2 separate regions of the Zea mays genome follow, and region 1 is linked to region 2. Evidence: chromatin contacts called from public Hi-C data. All regions are on one chromosome and are shown on one strand. Each heading gives the region's core, a stretch centred on a gene start, on an enhancer-like site or on the middle of the called end of the contact. The rest is flanking DNA. Distances are from core to core; before and after follow the strand shown. Region 1 holds the start of LOC100283609 (rhodanese-like family protein). Region 2 holds the start of LOC103634491 (protein YIPF5 homolog).

Region 1 (4,266 bases), core at 976-3,475, 450 kb after region 2:
GTCGACGACACCTTAGAAACTGAGGCTCCATTCATCGAATACCCTGACTGCTTTCTCGACACCTTTGACGCACTCCTTCTGCTCTGTCGTGAACTCCGAGAATGTGGCCTCCTAGCTTGTCTCCTGATTGGCAAAACATCGATCCCACTTGGTGTCATGCTTCTTGAACCGCCTCACAATTTCGTTGAGAACGATCTACGTATCTGGATTCGTCACCACTTGCTTTCGCCGAAAACGTGTCAGATACGAATGTGCCACCGACTGCATCAGTTCGAGCTTCAACACAAGAAAGAGCCCGAGAATCGGTGGCTTTGATACCACTTGTTAACCTCTCACTCAAGCATCTCAGTGTACGAATTATTACAGTTCCAGAGTAGATGAGAAGGGGCGTAGGAGAGACTTGGGTGTCGTTTGGTTCACATATTTGTAACGTAATGGGTAACTGAAAACGTTAAATCATGTTTGTTTTAGTCCAACTGTAATAAGATACCACACTAAAAATTGATACCAGCCTATTCAAATTTGTTACCGCCAGTAATCGAGCGTAAACCATTACCATTACCATTTGCTTTACATTTCTTGAACCAAACAGCACCTTGGAGAAGTAGGAGAATAATATTTGATACATGCATAACCCTCTCTCTCGTTTCTACCGGCATATATGCTTCCTCTACTCTATTGTGTTCACCCAATCTGGCCCAACCACCTTGGCATTTTCCTTCCTGTGCATGTTGCTTCGTCGAGGCCCGCTTGGACCTATTTCTTGTCCGGCACATGCTTTCCTTGGTACAGACTTGCTCCCAGCTTGCCTTGGTGACGATTCGCTCACACCACGTTGTTCATTGTTTGGTTGAAGTGTCATATGAGTGTGGATGGAGAAGAGGGAGGAGCGTGTTCGCGTCTGATCATTTTGGTGGAGTGGGAGCATCCTAAATATCCTGTTCCGTTAGAAATCAACCATACACATCCTAAATCCCCTCAGGAATTCGAGGAATTCGGATCCAATCTAGGTAGTTTCAATAAAAATATATATAAAGGTTCAACCTCTGTAACCTGCAGTGCCTTTCCATGGTATAAAAACACAACTTGCAATGCTCATTTCTTTTTGTTTCTCACTTCTCAGCCGTGCATGCACGTTAGGGGCCTACGACCGGTCCTGAACATGTACATTAGGGGCCGCAAATCAAATTAAGAGCCGATTGCCTTAAGGGTCCTGAACATGTACATTAAGGGTCCTGAACACGAGAGGGACGAGATAGGAATGTCAAATGTGTGCGCGCCTAGCTCAGTAGCTCTACCACTGCCACCGACATGCTGTTCGCATATGCAATGCAGTACAACATCTGACAACGGTAGTACTAGCAAAAAGCAAAACAGACCAGATCGAACGGCCGAGGAAGTCATAACAACATCGATCGAACGGATCATTTCACCACTCCCAGAAACAGCAGGATCTGGAGGAAGATGTAGGACGCGCCCCCGATGGTGGCGTACTGCAGCTTGCTCTCCCCCTCCACATCTGCGAAATCGCCGTCCGCGCACTTGCTGAACCCGCCGGCGAGCCACGCCAGGTTCCTGTACCCGTCGTCGTGCAGCATCCTCACCGCGATCAACGACCTTGTGAGTTGAAATTTGAACACCACGAACGAAATGAGTAGTAACTTGTAACTTGTTGCACGCACGACCTAGCTTGTGAAGAATTAATGCGTAGTCTTGTCATTTTACCTGAGGCCTTCGCCACAAGCGACGAGAAGCTTGGCGTCCTTGCTGCCGTCGACGGCGGCGGCGACGTCGTCGACGAAGCGCTCGTTCATCTTGGTGAAGGCCTGGCCGGTCCAGAGCCCGATGTAGCCCAAGTGGACCCACTTCTTCAGCAGCGTCACGGGGCCCATGTCGTCGTCCCCCACGAACAGCGGCACGTGCACCGAGCCCCGCACGCTGGCGCGGGCGCGCTCCCACTCCGGCCGGACGTCCAGCAGGCGGAACCCCTCGCCGCCCAGCGCCTCCGCAGCGTCCCTCGGCCGCACGGCCCTCACCGCGCCCGACCGCACCAGCGCCTCGGCGCCTCCGGCCCACGACGACGTCGCCTGCGCCCTGACGCGACGTCGGGCCAGGCCAGGGGACGCGGGCCTGGTGCAGGTGGATGCGGCCGCCGCAGCACCCATAGCCATGCCCACTTCCACTTGCTGCTTGTCAATTGAGGCCTCGCTCAGTCGCGTTCGTTTCCATGTCACTCTTATCTGGATGATATTTCAGGTCCAATCCGCACCGTCGGTACACTGCACACTGCATCTAGGGCTGACAATGGGCTATACTTTTTGCACTATAAGATTTAAGGATCGAAGCGGGTTAGGATCGGGCTTTATTTCTAGTCATTTTTGAACTATAATTTATTTAGGGCCTTGACATTTTGTGAAGAACTATTTGGATCACGATCCATTACCACCCCTATCTGCATCTCATGGCCGTACGATCCGTCTTAATAGATGAGGCGGGGCTCGACGAGATCTCCGCTCGTTGATTTGCGTCCTAGCTAGTGGGGGCCACAGCCGAGAGGACGCTGGTATCGCTAGAACTCCTCTGCACGGCCTCCGACACCGACAGCTCCGCAGCCCCGTGCTCGACCCCTAAGCTCCATCACGGGCCATCTCTCGTTCTTCGTGGGCTTTGAATCGGTCCGGCCCGCCAAAAAGCCCATGCTCATTAGGCTAAATCGCCACGGAAAACGACCCAGCAAGCCATGTCTGGACCGTTAGACAGGTACGGAACCCAGCTCCGCACGGTCTAGTGGCACGTCGTGTCGTGGCTGCCCTGATGCAAATGGACCGTGCTTTGGCTGGGTTCGTGTCAGGTGACCCGTTTGTACATAGTTAGCGGAAATGCATCTGTACAAAAAAAACCCGGCATGGGACTCCTAATAACAGAGGAAAAAAAGTCGATTCTTATTGCAAACAAACATCGATCGACGCACATGACAGCATAATCGCTTTACGCTGCGGGACGCTACGCGAACTCGAAGCTCATGAGGACCTTGACGCTCTTGAACTTGAGCCCCTTGTGGTCGAACAGCGGCACGGCGCGGATCCCTGGCCGCAGCTCCGCCACAGGCAGCGCCGTCTGCCCGCCGAAGTCGTCTTCGTTCACGTCCTGCTCGTGCACCTCCACGCGGAGTACCGCGATCTCAGGTACGGTCAGCGGGAAGGCGAACTCTTCCTCCCACACCGGCACCCAGCTGTCCTCCACGGCTTTCGTCTTTCTCATCACCGAGTCTAATGGAACTCCGGCGATGCCAACCTGTTGGCGAACCGAACCAAATTAGCGATGCGCCCTCATGTTCCAGTCCTGGCGTGACTGCTTCGGACGATCTATAGGCATCGCTGACTTCTAAACGTTGGCACGGGCTCAACGAGTGAACAGACCTTTACATAAAAATCTGGAGGTGAGTATGAGTCGAAATGTGTCTGCTTGAAGTCCTTTTGCCAACCTTCCCCCATGTACACCTTGACCTGCAAACCGCTACCGAATCAACCCATTTCTGAAACCCAAAGAAATTTTTTTTAAAAAAAAAGAGAGAGAGAGAGAGGAAGAAACACACCATCTACCTTCAATGTTGCCTTCACCGGCAAATCTGCCTTCGAATCAAACACCTTTCCATCTGGACAAGTTTGCATCAAGAAATCTGGTTTTTTCACGTAACCGCAACCGCCATTGGCTTTATAAAAACCATGCATTAACCAAAGTGCTCTTCCATATCCCTGGAGGAAAAAATGGACATATAGGATATTCATGACATTAGGCAGCTTCTACACATGCTTAAGTGCAGGGAAGATATAACACAACTAATTCTGGCATTCTGCTTATGTTACAGTTCTAAACTAATTAATCAGGTTCCTTTCAGAACTTGTTCGGTTACGTAGGGATTGAAGAGATTGGAGAGGATTAAATCTCTTCCTAGTCAAAATTAAATAGAAGGGGATTTAATCTCCTTCAATCCCCTCCAGTCCTCTTGCAACCGAACATGGCCACAATGGTTTGCTAAAAAGAAAGAATGTGCGTCAACTTAGCAACCAAGATATGATCTTAGTGGTAAAATAAAACTTGATTAGAAACAAGATTACAGAACAAATGTGGTAAAGCGAATATTGATCCAAACCCTACATGAAAGGTGGGAAATATTGGAGTTCAATCAGGCCAGAATGGCAGAATATGGTGTTCAGATTACAGCCAGACCTGCATATTGAATGCCACCATTTGAGCACCATGCAC
Region 2 (4,456 bases), core at 1,492-3,991:
CAACGGAGTCCGGGGAGACCATTCGTGCCACGCTCTTTCCCCGCGATGGCATCGGGCCAGAGATCGCCGAGTCTGTGAAGCAGGTATTCAATGTTGCAGGGGTACCAATTGAATGGGAAGAACACTATGTCGGTACAGAAGTTGATCCCAGGACAGAGAGTTTTTTGACTTGGGAAAGCCTGGAGTCAGTGCGTAGAAACAAAGTTGGCTTGAAAGGACCTATGGCTACACCTATTGGAAAGGGCCATCGATCTTTGAATCTTACATTAAGGAAAGAACTTGGGCTCTATGCCAATGTCAGACCTTGCAACAGCCTCCCAGGTTACAAGACCAGATACGATGATGTTAACCTTGTAACAATTCGTGAAAATACTGAAGGATAATATAGTGGTCTTGAGCATCAGGTTGTGAGAGGTGTTGTGGAAAGTTTGGAAATTATTACACGCCAAGCAAGTTTGAGAGTGGCAGAGTATGCTTTCCATTATGCCAAGGCAAATGGCCGGGAAAGAGTCTCTGCGATCCACAAAGCCAATATTATGAGGAAGACAGATGGTCTTTTCCTCAAGTGTTGCCGCGAAGTGGCTGAAAAGTACCCTGAAATTCAATACGAGGAGGTCATCATTGACAATTGCTGTATGACGCTTGTGAAGAATCCTGGTCTTTTTGACGTATTAGTGATGCCAAATCTCTATGGTGACATGTGATCTATGTGCTGGTTTGATCGGGGGCTTGGGCCTAACACCCAGTTGCAATATTGGTGAAGGTGGCATTTGTCTGGCTGAAGCTGTTCATGGTTCTGCTCCTGATATTGCTGGCAAGAACCTTGCGAACCCGACTGCTCTTATGCTGAGTGCTGTCATGTTGTTGCGCCACATGCAATTCAACGACAAAGCAGACCGGATCCACAACGCCATCCTCCAGACCATCGCCGAGGGCAAGTACAGGACTGCTGATCTTGGTGGAAAGGCATCGACATCAGAGTTTACAAACGCAGTCTGTGATCACATCTGAGAAACGGATGTGATTCTTCCTTCTGATTGTTTTGTCATCCTAATATTTTTTTGTCACATATGAGAGGAGCTTTAGCTTTAAGAGGTTAACTGGCAGCACCTCGAACTTATTTGGGGTGTTTAACACGGTTTGAGACCGTCAAATAATTTTGTCACATTTCTTGCGGTTCAGAAATTCTTTCAACATTGGAATGGAGCCAAGAATTGTCTGTAATAATCAACATCAGCATTATAACAGTATGTAGGGTTTATCTAAAAAAAAGGATGTTCTTGTATATGAGTGCTATGATGAGGAGGATTGGAGCGTGGAGATTCAGCGTCCTCTCTTAGCTAAGGATCTTAACATGTGGGCAGAGCTTCAAGCGGATCTACAAGAGCAGGTCATGCAACTTGAGAGGGATGTAGTGCTCTGGAGTTTGGACAGCTCTAAGAACTTTACTGTTAATTCGTTATATAAGTTTAGAACTGATGGAGGTGTAAGGAATAATGTGCTTAAAACCATCTGAAGTGTGAGTTGCCTTTGAAAATTAAGATTTTTCTTTGACAATGATACAATAGGAAAGTGCAGGCTACTATTGTTTTAAAAAAGAGGGGATGGAAGGAGAGTAGCCGTTGTGTTCTCTATCAGGATATGGAGTCTATCAATCACATTTTCTTTAGATGTGTCCTGTCAAAGTTTATACGGAAATGCTGGAGCTAGATTTTTAATTGGGATATTGTTACTTTTTATATAGAGGACTTGTTTTATAAGCATGAATTCATGAAATGTATGGGTACTCGTAAACAAAGTTGACTCCTGTTAATGGCTATGGTGTGGACCATTTAGAGAAATCGGAATACAATGGCTACGGAAAAGTCTTTCCCCATCTACACTACAAAAAATTTATAGGGCTGGACAAGATGGTGGACTCCATGAAGCAATGGTTGCATGATTTCAAGCCAAGGCGGAGCGTAGTGTCAGATATTGGTGTCGTCTGAAATCTGGCTGTTTGTGCTGATGGTTGAGCGACTGTAGGTTCTCAGGGAGTGGCGTCCATCCTTGAACTGTGCGTTGGAACTCCTTTGTAGTTTTGTCAGGTCGGCGTGAGATGTCTGTTTGGTTTTGTGATGCTCATTTGGTGCTTCCCCAGCGGTGGGTGTGTGTGATGAAGTTGAGGTGATCTGAACTGTAGGTTGGCTGCGTGCTGCTTCTTAGAGGACGCCATTAAGGTAGCAAAACCATCTGCGTAGATGGGGTGAAGATCGTGACCAGCAACTGGATCAACATGAACCCATTTCCTGCTTGAGAGTTTGTTGCGCTCAAAGGATTAGATTAATGTACGATTGTCGACATATTTGCCTATTATTAAAAATTCTATATTGACATTTTAAAATAGTTTGTGCGATATTGATAATGTTTGTCACACGGATTATGTATGTTATAGTGAATAGATGGTGAGAGACTATGCACGAGACATACAAATTAACAACACTCATACAAGCGCGCAACAGTGTGCTGATGGGGCACAAGGGTAACACTTGCTCAGGTCTTAACATGTTGGCTTCCGAGTAAACTTTCTCCAGACCCCCAAGGAAATATAAGATCCGATCAGATATGTGTCGATGCTCATCCCAGTGTACTCCCGATGTAACGCACGAGCACACACCTAGTAAATTCTTATGTTTGGTAAAATAGAGAATAAATGAGTGTGACCAAACAGGCTGAAATATGGGGGAAAATGAGAGGAAAATAAACAAAAGCCGAAAACCGCAGTACGCTGTACGCAGCTGTCCCTCGCAGTTGGGCGCACCGGTCTACTCCTCGATCGGCAAGGCCGCAACTACCTAGATCTCGAACCCTCGCCGCCGCTTCTTTCCCGATCGCCGCGGCCATGGCGAAGGAGTTCCCCGTGCCGCCGGTGGTCTTCACGCCGTCCACACCGACGCACCGCCGGTACCCTCCCCAGGGCGTGGGGGCCTCCCCTCCGCCCGCGTTCGCGCCGCCCCGCCCCTCCACCTCATCCGCCGCCAACCCGCTCCCCTTCATGTCGTTCGATGTATCAGCTGCCGCGGCCTCCTCCTCCTCCGCGCCACCCCTCTTCGCGGGGCCTATCGGTGTCGCCGGTTCCGGCTCGTCCTTCGAGGACGAGCCGCCGCTCCTCGAGGAGCTCGGTATCAACACGCGCCAGATCTGGCGGAAGACGATCTCCATCCTCCACCCGCTCCGCTCCGCCGACCCCTCCCTCCACGCCGACGCCGACCTGTCGGGCCCGTTCCTCTTCCTCCTTTCCTTTGGACTATTCCAGCTCCTCGCGGGGAAGTTCCACTTTGGGATCGTGCTCGGCTGGGTCACCGTGGCGTCTCTCTTCCTCTACTTCGTCTTCTCCATGCTCTCGGGCGGCCGCCGCGGGGACCTCGATCTGTACAGATGCGTTAGCCTCGTCGGCTACTGCATGCTGCCCATGGTCATCTTCTCGGCTGTCTCCCTCTTCCTGCCGCGCGGGGGCGGGCTCATATTTGGAGTAGGGATGGCGTTCGTGATATGGTCCGCCAGGGTCTGCACCAGGCTGCTAGCAGAGCTTGCATCCAGTGGAGACGAGCACAGGGGGCTCATCGCTTATGCGTGCTGGCTCGTCTACATGCTCTTCTCGTTGCTTGTCATCTTCTGATACCATTTATGGTCTGGAAGGTATGGTCGGACAACTATACTAGACCTTGCAAATATTTAATTTGATCATTGTTGTTATATGCACTCGTGGTTGCACTATAGCAATAGTTTCCTGTGTAAACCTCTAAGGTATTCATTTTACCTCTGATTTAGGTGTTATACATAATTATTGTGTTGTGAGGAGAAATGGAAAATATATATAAATTTATTTGATCGTATACCAATTAACAAACATTTGGCCACTACAATCTTGATTTAACAAGATTTGAGTCTGGTGGTTACTTTTTGTTCTTTTCCTTTGAAACCTCATAGAATATCAACTTGATGGATGTTTGCTGTGTTGACCTCATCTGGATTTAACTTGACTACCCCATGATATTGTTCTGGTTTCTGCCATTATTGTAAGTTGTAACTGAAATGTGGTTATGAGTATGCACTACCCAGTTAAATACATGATTGTAATTCATTCAAGAGTGACCTATAAGTGTTATTGGAACCAATGAATTGTTAGCAGTGTGATAGTGATGCTCACATGTTATAAGTGATAATAATGTTCATAGAATGACAAATTGTTGGTGGATATTATCTGCAAGTATCATTTAGAACTGGAAATTGACAAGTTGTTGATTTTAATGAACCCAGTGATGTCTCTAAATCGAATGACATTGAAGACACTTTACAGTAAAATATTTAACACCTTGAGCATGGAGGGCTTTAACATAACTATTAGATTTCCTTTCCATTTATCTTAGTGGCTGAAGATACTTATTGTCTTTATGCTGCTAAACAACTTGGTACT

Evidence for each region. A called contact is a pair of places that touch in the nucleus more often than the background predicts.
Region 1: a Hi-C map of ear shows a contact between it and region 2, with 3 times the contacts expected there. The contact joins the promoter of LOC100283609 here to the promoter of LOC103634491 in region 2. A contact is called at or near these places in 4 of 25 Hi-C or Micro-C datasets (ear, leaf and tassel).

What each region holds. Positions count from the first base shown.
Region 1 is chr1:44,791,496-44,795,761 of Zm-B73-REFERENCE-NAM-5.0, forward strand. It overlaps LOC100283609 (rhodanese-like family protein), which reads right to left and starts at 2,226. Exons shown (of 2, transcript NM_001156510.2): 1 at 1,726-2,226; 2 at 1,079-1,617. The coding sequence starts at 2,171. The coding sequence ends at 1,425. LOC100191466 reads right to left here. Exons shown (of 8, transcript NM_001136899.1): 6 at 4,231-4,266; 7 at 3,603-3,755; 8 at 2,924-3,506. The coding sequence ends at 3,366.
Region 2 is chr1:44,342,132-44,346,587 of Zm-B73-REFERENCE-NAM-5.0, forward strand. It overlaps LOC103634491 (protein YIPF5 homolog), which reads left to right and starts at 2,742. Exons shown (of 2, transcript NM_001346983.1): 1 at 2,742-3,678. The coding sequence starts at 2,882. The coding sequence ends at 3,658. It also overlaps the pseudogene LOC103634490.